Regions from separate parts of the Muntiacus reevesi genome. Here region 1 is linked to region 2. The links are chromatin contacts, called in public Hi-C maps. All regions are on one chromosome and are shown on one strand. The core of a region is the stretch at or near the end of the contact, and the rest is flanking DNA. Distances in the headings are between cores, read along the strand shown. Region 1 holds the start of ACO1 (aconitase 1). Region 2 holds the start of CCDC25 (coiled-coil domain containing 25).

Region 1 (4,746 bases), core at 1,789-4,288, 580 kb before region 2:
ATTTCATTCATTGCCATACAGATATCTCCCCCTCTGCTATGCTAGAGAACACGGAAGAATATGCAGGCCAACATACAGCACAGAGCTGAGGGCAGTAAGCAGTCTGAGTGTCTATGTGCCAGGCTCCCTGTTCGGGGTGATGAGCAAACTGAAGCAGCCCCACCTTCGTGGAGGATGTGCCTCCAGTAGCAGCTCCCTGGGGCCGATCTGTGGACCTGCTGGAGCAGGATCTCCTGCAGTGTGCAGGGTGCTCGGACTCTGAGCTGAGATCCCACTCCTCACCTCATTCTACGAGGTGGGGATGCAGGAGGCTGTATTTTTAATGCTTCCTCTGGTGATTCTAACACCAGTCTGGGAAGCGCCATTGGTATCACTCAAAGGGTGGTCAGACGCGCACACTCAGTCTCAAGGTTTGAAAGCTGCCATCCCAAACTACTTTCTCTTTCTTTGGCCTTCCTGCACAGCATTCAGGATCGTAGTTCCCAGTGAGGACTCGAACCCTTGCCCCTGTGGTGGAAACACAGTCTTAACCACTGGACCACTAGGGAAATCCATAGACTGCCTTTCTCTTGCACCACTTCCTTTCTATTAGACAACATGTGGGAAAATGCGCTATGAACTACAAAGCAAGATGCAGAGGTGGTGTCTAGATTTCAGGATGGCCCAGTTTACACACGTAACTAAAGACACGATGAAGTACGATGAGGCATTCCTCAGAGCTCAACAGGTCTCCAACCAAAGCCTTAGGATTCCCTTTAGAGTAGCAGAAGCTTCTGTCAGGTAAGGCTCTTACCTCACTAAAGGCCCTTCTGCCACTGGCCCCTGGAGCAGATCCACAGTGCCTGGGCAGTTACCACACCTGGATGGCTTCCTCTCTGAAGGCTCTTCAAGTCTACACACTCCTCTGGGCCACTGGCAGAATCTTCTGTATCATGACAGAAATATATATCAGGTGAACTTTGTACGAGTATAGTGATGTGGTTCGAACCCTTTTATCTCAGGACACGATAAAAGATCCCGGATGTGGGATTCAGGATGAGGAAGAAACTGGATGGGTGGGAGGGGACAGACAGATGGCAAGAGAAGACATTGAACTGCCACTTTAGACAGGAAGTATGGCAGGGGCCTTGGGAATACTCAAGTGCTAATGCTCCGCAAATAGCTATTGTCAAAGAGTGCGGAGATCTGAAGACAGTTAAGGTCAATGATGCAGACAGAGCAGACTTTAGCTGGAAGTCTTCATAGAGAGAAAATAGATGATGACGACTTCATCAGTGTATGGAGTTACATGTAAAGTGAGAAGAGAAAGGGTGAACTGAAAGAGTCTAAGAAAGAGGGACCAAATTAAGAAGAGGTGAATCACGAGAGTAGAAGCCTCTAAAGCCAAAAGGAGGTCAAAATTTCAAGGAAAGACCTGTTACCAGTATCAAATACCACAGAGCAGTCAGCAAGGGCAAGAACAGAAGAGGGGTCACTGGGTTTTGCAATCCACACATCCCTGGTGACAGGCCCAAGAGCAAAAGAGCAGGGTGATGTGGGAACTATTTCCTTCACAGTTTTGGCCAGAGTGTTTACTAATAAATCTCAATTCCTTTTATAGTTCTGATTTAATTATTTCCTGTCAAGGATTACCAGTTCTCCTATTACATGTATGTTATCATTGAACATTAAGAAATTTTGCTTTGTGAAGGGCTGCCTTGGTTAAGAATCAAAATTTAGCTGGATGTCTTTTCTCCCTACCCCTCAGCCTTCCCCACATACCCTCTAAGGGGACCCCAGTCCACTCAAGGGAAGTTTGCTCAATGAATGTGAATGGAAACAGTTTAGAAAGTGGGTAGGAAGAAAGCCTTCTCCCATATAGCAAAAATATAATGCGTGTGATGTGTGTGAGTGCTCAGTTACCCAGTTATGTCCAACTCTTTGCGACCCCATAACTATAGCCCGCCAGGCTGTTTTGTCCATGGGGATTTTCCAGGCAAGAATACCCAAATGGGTTGCCATTTCCTCCTCCAGGGGATATTCCTTACCCAGGCATTCAACCCACATCTCCATCTGCATTGGCAGGTGGATTCTTTACCCCTGAGCCGCCTGGGAAGCAATGTTTACTATACAGTATATATGTCTTTCTTCAAACTTGAATATAGTAGCACTAGTGTTAGTTGCTCCGTCGTGGGTGACTCTTTGCAACCCCATGGACTGCAGCCTACTGGGCTCCTCCGTCCATGGGATTTTCCAGGCAATAATACTGGAGTGGGTTGTCATTTCCTCCTTCTCCAGGGGATCTTCCCGACCCAGGGTCATGAACCCATTTTTCTCATGTCTCCTGCATTGGCAGGCGGGTTCTTTACCACTAGCCTCACCTGGGAAGCTGAAAATGCTATGTTACACAAGTTGGCCCCTATGGGGATAGTCACTACTTATTCATTCTATAAGCCGTATATCCATATACTCAAGATAGAAAACTAAAGATCTAATCAGTCAAATTTGCCTGAGCAGGCGCAACTTCAACCAACCTATAGAAAGTAGGTGCAGTGACCAAGGCCTTCTGAGTCAACTCAGTCATTTCTCTGACTTCTGACAGGTGAACAGCCTGCATTAGGAAGTGTTAGACATTAAAAAAAGGAAAAAATTAAACACGGAAACTGCACTCCATAACCATGGAAACTTTGAAGTCCCGGCAGCCACTCGGCTCGCTTTGCCAGGCGCTAAGGTGGGGGCGGGGTGGGGGCAAAAGGGAGAGAGGGGAGGTGACCGCGTACCGGGGTGTCGGACAAGGAAGCCTCCACAGTGATGGTTAAACCATTTTTAAAAGCTGCATTTCTAACCTGCCCCTTCAGCTCCCTCCCAGCGAGCTGGGCAGTCACACTCCACGCCCAAGAGTGAGCTGTCCCCGGCCTGGGGCCACATGGGAGGATCCCGTCCTGAGGCGGCTTCCTGCCGCTGACCCCCAGCTACCCCGCTCCCTCCGGGGCGAAGTCTCCCCGCCCGCAGGCCCCGCCCCGCGCGCAGGCCACGCCCCTCGGCAGGCGGCCCCGCGGCGACAGGGGGCGGAGCGGCGCGGGCCTCTGGACTCGAGTCGCTCCGGAGAGCGCCCCCAGCCTAGTGCCCCGCGCCAGTCGGAGTCCGCCTCGCACTCTGCGGTGAGTACGACGCGGCCCAACGCGAGTCCCCGGGCCCAAGCACCGGCCGCCCTGACCCCGCGGGGGAATGCGGGTCAGCGGAACCCCGATCCGCCTCCCCGAGCCGGGCTGCAGCGCGCCGGGCCGCCCAAGGGAGACCTGGGGGAGCGGGAAGGCAGCCGGGAGAATCGGGACTAGTTCCTGGGGACTGACCCTCCGCCCTGTTCCCAGCCTGTGCCGCGCCGAGCACGGGGGCGGGACTGGAAATGGCTCTCCTCGGCCTCCTTCGCCCGGGCTGTGCCGGCCGCCGGGACAGTCCGCGCCGAGCTTGTGAGGGCCTCACCCGGGAGTCGGCGAGGCTCTGGGGGCCGCCGGGAGAATCCACGTTGCGACTTGTCCCGACACACTGAACCGGGGAGTCCTACCCCAAGGAGGGTGTGCGGGCCTCGCCGGGGAGTCCTCGTCCAGCTGGGGGTGGCGAGGCAGGGACATTTCCCCCTGGGGTTCCGACAGATCAGGGAGTCCACACCAGGGGTAAGGGGGAGATGGAGTGAGGGGGAAGGGACCCTCGGTGGGAGGGGTGGGGACACAGCCCATCCCAAAGATTCACACACCCAGGGAGGAGTGAGTGAGTGAGTGAGTGAGTGAGTGAGTGAGTGAGTGAGTGTGTGTGTGTGTGTGTGTGTGTGTGTTGCGGGGACGGGGGCAGAGAGTCGGAAACAGCGTCTCAGCAGTGGGGACAGAGTCCATCCCAAAGATTCACAGACCCAGGGAGGAGTGAGTGAGTGAGTGTGTCTGTGTGTGTGTGTGTGTGTGTGTGTGTTGCGGGGATGGGGGCAGAGAGTCAGAAACAGCCTCTCAGTAGTTCTCAAACTCCCCTATACACTCTAAAAATTAGTATATTAAGGAGCTTTTATGTGGGTTATGTGTCTCAATATTTATCATATATAACTAAAACAGAATTTTTCAATATATTTAGTATCTCATTTGAAAATAGTGGTAAAGAATCCACCCACCAGTGCAGGAGACATAAGAGATGTGGGTTTGATCCCTGGGGTGGGAATATCCCCTGGATATGAAAATGGCAACCCACTCCAGTATTCCTGCCTGGAGAATCCCATGAACTTAGGAGCCTGATGGGCTGCAGTCCGTGGGGGCAGCAAAAAGTCTGGTATGACTGAGCACACAAGCATGCATTATATGTTGATATGTGTTTATGAAAATAACCATACCTTTCAAAATAGAATGTTACTGAGAAGAGTGTCATTGTACTATATTTTTGCAAATCTCTTTCATATCAGTTTTAATAAGTAGCAGCTAGGGTTCTTATGTCTTGCTTCTGCATTGTCTGTTGAGGTATTACATGTCATATCGCTTCTGGAAAACTCCGCTGTGTACTCCTGAAAGTGTGTGAGTAAAAGCAGCAAAGAGCAGCTTGGTATTATTATGAAAGTGGTTTTGACTTTCTGAATCCCTAGAGTCCCCTGCACGCTTTGAGAACCACTGGAGTAGGAAATACTTCAAGGGTTTAAGTCATTGATCCTGCTTCTTGTTTGTGATCCTTCCTCTGAATGGGAACACGCATCACCCCAAGGAAGGATGGTTAACCTCTGGTAGCTGCAGCCAA
Region 2 (4,655 bases), core at 1,553-4,052:
CCCCCCCCCCGGCCCCCCCGCCCCGGAAAAGGGATAGGCTACCCACTCCAGTATTCTTGGGCTTCCCTTGTGGCTCAACTGGTAAAGGATCCGCTTGCACTTCAGGAGACCTGGGTTCGATCCCTGGGTTTGGAGGATCCCCTTAAGAAGGGAAAGGCTACCCACTCCAGTATTCTGGCCTGGAGACTTCCGTGGACTGTAGAGTCCATGGGGTCACAAAGAGTCGGACACCAGTGAGCGACTTTCCTTTTCCATGTTAGAGGGATAAAGGAAGAGTAAACTGAATTATTCTAGTACTCCTGTAACTCACCCAAATAATGTGATTAGTATGAGAACTAGTTGTCTTGAAGACTCCTGACTCACATGTAGCAATCAATTAACCCAACTTTTGAGGCGCTGTGATAATTTCATAATTTACAGAACCATCTATATTGAGATGGACACTGGTAAAAGGTACTAAAAACATAAGTGAACTTAATGTGCTTAATGCACTAACATGTGCAGGAATCCATAAATCAGAGGGTCTTGAATGTGACACTGAAAATACAGCCAAGTTAATGTTTCCTTAATCTATTATGGGAACATGAAAGAATAAGCAGATTTTGGTCAGAGATACTAATTTTAAAAGAGAAGGCAAAAATTTTCTATTGCGATTTCCAGCCCATTTTTTTTTAAGGTTTTATTTATTTATTTATTTATTTTTGCAGTAAACCATCAGTTGATTGAAAAGCTTGGCTATCTATACAAAGTCATTTCCTTAAGATTCTGTATGTTCGAACTGTTTTCTGTACTGGAATATGTAAAAAATTTTACTACTATATTACTCTGCAATTTTAAAAGTTGCACAATTGTAGATTTATTAGATGTAAGAGGCCAAATATTTTTCCGACAAGAAGCAGTTCTGATGCTGCCATGGAAGCCAATGAGAAAAAAATAACCCACAAATCAGCTGAAGCCCTCTGCTCTATTAGGGGCATCTCCGTGTATATGACTGGCTCTCAAAGAATTTAGAATTGCTTTAAGGAGAATAATGTAGTCTGTGTAAAATACATTTAGTACCTATATGTCCTGCCTCGGGCTTCCCAGGTGGCTCACTAAAGAACCCACTTGCCAGTGCAGGAGTCAGGGGAGATTCTGGGTCAGGGAAGATCCCCTGGAGAAGGAAACGGCAACCTACCCCAGTATTCTTGCCTGGGAAGAGGAGCCTGGCAGGCTATAGTCCATAGAGTCTCAAAGAGTCAGACATGAGTTAGCAACTAAAGGAAGACAAAACATGCCTTGCCTATATTTGTCATTCCATTGTTGGACTTGTATGGATAACTATGTTGTCAAGGACTCCCGTGAGTGGAGAAGCTACAAAAAGATGCTTAGGTTACATTATGACAGAGGGGCAGAACAGGACAGACAGCAGATAAAAATGCAATTAGGAGCTTATAATGATTTTCAAGCTAGTTTGAATTTTGTTTCTAGCAATTTTAATAATATGGATAAGAAAAAACCAAGCACACAGAAACAGAGAAATAGCTTATAGCACACTGTGGAAGCCTAAACTATTGAGAAAAATGAGATGTGACAATGTGATGGAGTAGCAGAGGAGGGGCTCTGTGAGTTACAACTTTCCTGGGCTTCAACTTTCTCAAATCTAAAGAGCAAGTACCACCCTGTTCAAACCACATAACCACCATGTTGTTAGTTTCACTTAAATCTCACCTTTACCAAGGAGGCAGAGAGTAGCAATAGAATAGAGTCTTGCTATTAGTCAAAAAAATAGCATTCATTTATTCAGTATTTATTGAGTTACTATTAAGAGCCAGGCATTATGCTAGTGGAACAAGGAGGTCCTGTACCTGCCCTCAACGGGCTTACACTCTATCTCATGTAGACAAAAGCTTAACATCATATGATAAGTGCAATGCTGAAAGTATGCATTGTGTTAAGGGGATTCCTCCAAGAGATATACCTAAGCAATCCTGGGGTGGGAACAAGGAAAGAAAGGCATTTGGAAAAGATAGGCGAGAGCTGTCTCTGGGGAGAAGCAGCTAACTGGGGGATTGATTTAAGGCAAAGAGAAAAATATTGGCAGAGAAACGAAGACACTGCAGTTTCTGGGAACTAAACACACCCTTTTCTTGCCTGCCAAAGACAAATCAGAAACTATCGTGTCACTTTTCAAAATCTGGGACATTAACTCTGCCCAATGAGTGGCTGTCTCGCCACTCCAGAGTCTTTCGGTAGCATCCAAACCCAATAACCCTTTCCGGGAAGGGTAAAGCGCACTTTCTGTAAGGTAGAGTTGTTGAGGTGTCTCCCTTCTTACCAGAGAGCAGCAAGATTAAATGTTACGGGGGTGGGTGGGGAAGAGAAGACTTCACGATGGTAGTGAATAAGTCCACAAACTGCCTAATGCCAGGTAGCGACAGGTCTTTCTGATTGAGGGAAAAGAAGATCGCCCGGAGGCAAAGAGAGCACAGGGGATGGTCCCTCTACGCTCCCTCCCCGCCAACCAGGCACTGACGAGGAGGCACACTGGGAGGACTGGGACGGACACGGTGGAGAGACCATCAGGACGAGCGAAGAAGCACCCACTGCCGAGAAGGCACTTAAGGGCCAGGCTAGCGGTGGCCTCGAGGTCTCGGCTTCGGAGCCCCACAGTCGAGGTAGGGACCCGGAAGGTTTCGGCGACCACTCACCGCTACTACTGGTGAAGTAGAACACCATGATCCCAGCGGCGGTGGGACAATTAGAGCGCCCAGCAGCAGGATTCAAACCTGGAAGCTCAGGATGCCGGAAGCGCGGAGGCCGCGTTTCCCGGAACTGCTCCACGCACTTCCGGCTGACGTCGGGTCGCGTCATAACGCCGGTCGCCGGCGCCATCTTCAATTCGGCCGTGGAGGAGGTGTCTGCGCGCTCAAAACTCTACTTACTTGGGGGTCAAAGGAAAGAGGATGGAGGAAGGAGGATTGGTGGGTGGAAAACGAAGCGGGGAAACTAAAGAGAAAAATGCCATTGCCTGGCTTTATTTTTAGTACCTACACCCTGTGGGCCATCAAGTTGGTTGCCTTTGCCCCTTTTCACCCGCATCTGGGCTCCTCAAAAGTAGAAACCTGCCTTCTTCACGGCTGCGCTTTCACTGAACTAATCACGGTACTTGGAACTTAGTATAGAAGCTCATTAAATTTTGAATGAACCCAAATTCCTCCACTATTCTCATTCTAGCTCCATCACTTGTTGGGCATTTTAGGTTGCTGCACTTAGCTGCAAAATGAGGATGAATGGAGCGGTTAATTACAGGTTATTTTGCCAGGGTTTAGTAAGTTAATAGGTGTGAAAGGTTTAGGACGTGGTGAACACGCTAGAATAAGTGAGTTTCACCGGAGGCAATATGCCTCTCTGCGTTTGGACTTGTACTGTTCTACCTTTAAATCCAAGATCTGCCATCTGTTACCTACTAGACTGAGGGAACCTCAGATCTTCCGGCTGTAAAGTGGGAATGATCTGACTCAGTTCGCAACAGCACTTCGCTTTAACCTGATTATTTATATTATCTTATTATGTGAAGTTAAGTGCATCACTTAACTAAATTTTTTTAGAACTAAGAAATGTGCCAGGGAGTATACTAGGAGCTGGTATACAAAGAACAGTAGCTAATAACAAAATTCTCCAAGCCAGGCTTCAGCAATACATGAACCAAGAACTTCCAGATGTTCAAGCTGGTTTTAGAAAAGGCAGAGGAACCAGAGGTCAAATTGCCAATATCTGCTGGATCATCGAAAAAGCAAGAGAGTTCCAGAAAAACATCTATTTCTGCTTTATTGACTACACTAAAGCCTTCGACTGTGTTGATCACAATAAACTGTGGAAAATTCTGAAAGAGATGGGAATACCAGACTACCTGACCTGCTTCTTGAGAAACCTATATGCAGGTCAGGAAGCAACAGTTAGAACTGGACATGGAGCAACAGACTGGTTCCAAATAGGAAAAGGAGTACGTCAAGGCTATATATTGTCACCATGCTTATTTAACTTATATGCAGAGTACATCATGAGAAACGCTGGGCTGGAAGAAGCACAAGCTGGAATCAAGATTGCCGGGAGAAATATCAATAACCTCAGATATGCAGATGACATCACCCTTATGGCAGAAAGTGAAGAGGAACTGAAAAGCCTCTTGATGAAAGTGAAAGAGGAGAGTGGAAAAGTTAGCTTAAACCTTAACATTCAGAAAACTAAGGTCATGGCATCTGGTCCCATCACCTCATGGGAAATAGATGGGGAGACAGTGGAAATAGTGTCAGACTTTATTTTGGGGGGCTCCAAAATCACTGCAGATGGTGACTGCAGCCATGAAATTAAAAGACACTTACTCCTTGGAAGGAAAGTGATGACCAACCTAGATAGCATATTAAAAAGCAGAGACATTACTTTGCCAACAAAGGTCCGTTTAGTCAAGGCTATTGTTTTTCCAGTGGTCATGTATGGATGTGAGTTGGACTGTGAAGAAAGCTGAGTGCTGAAAAATTGATGGTTTTGAACTGTGGTGTTGGAGAAGACTCTTAAGAGTCCCTTGAACTGCAAGGAGATCCAACCAGTCCATCCTGAAGGAGATAAGTCCTGGGTGTTCATTGGAAGGACTGATGCTGAAGCTGAAACTCCAA

Evidence for each region. A called contact is a pair of places that touch in the nucleus more often than the background predicts.
Region 1: a Hi-C map of muscle shows a contact between it and region 2, with 4 times the contacts expected there. The contact joins the promoter of ACO1 here to the promoter of CCDC25 in region 2. A contact is called at or near these places in 2 of 3 Hi-C or Micro-C datasets (blood and muscle).

The regions. Positions count from the first base shown.
Region 1 is chr17:10,977,378-10,982,123 of mMunRee1.1, reverse strand. ACO1 (aconitase 1) reads left to right here and starts at 3,038. Exons shown (of 21, transcript XM_065908433.1): 1 at 3,038-3,140.
Region 2 is chr17:10,396,931-10,401,585 of mMunRee1.1, reverse strand. CCDC25 (coiled-coil domain containing 25) reads right to left here and starts at 2,802. Exons shown (of 9, transcript XM_065907885.1): 1 at 2,691-2,802. The coding sequence starts at 2,718.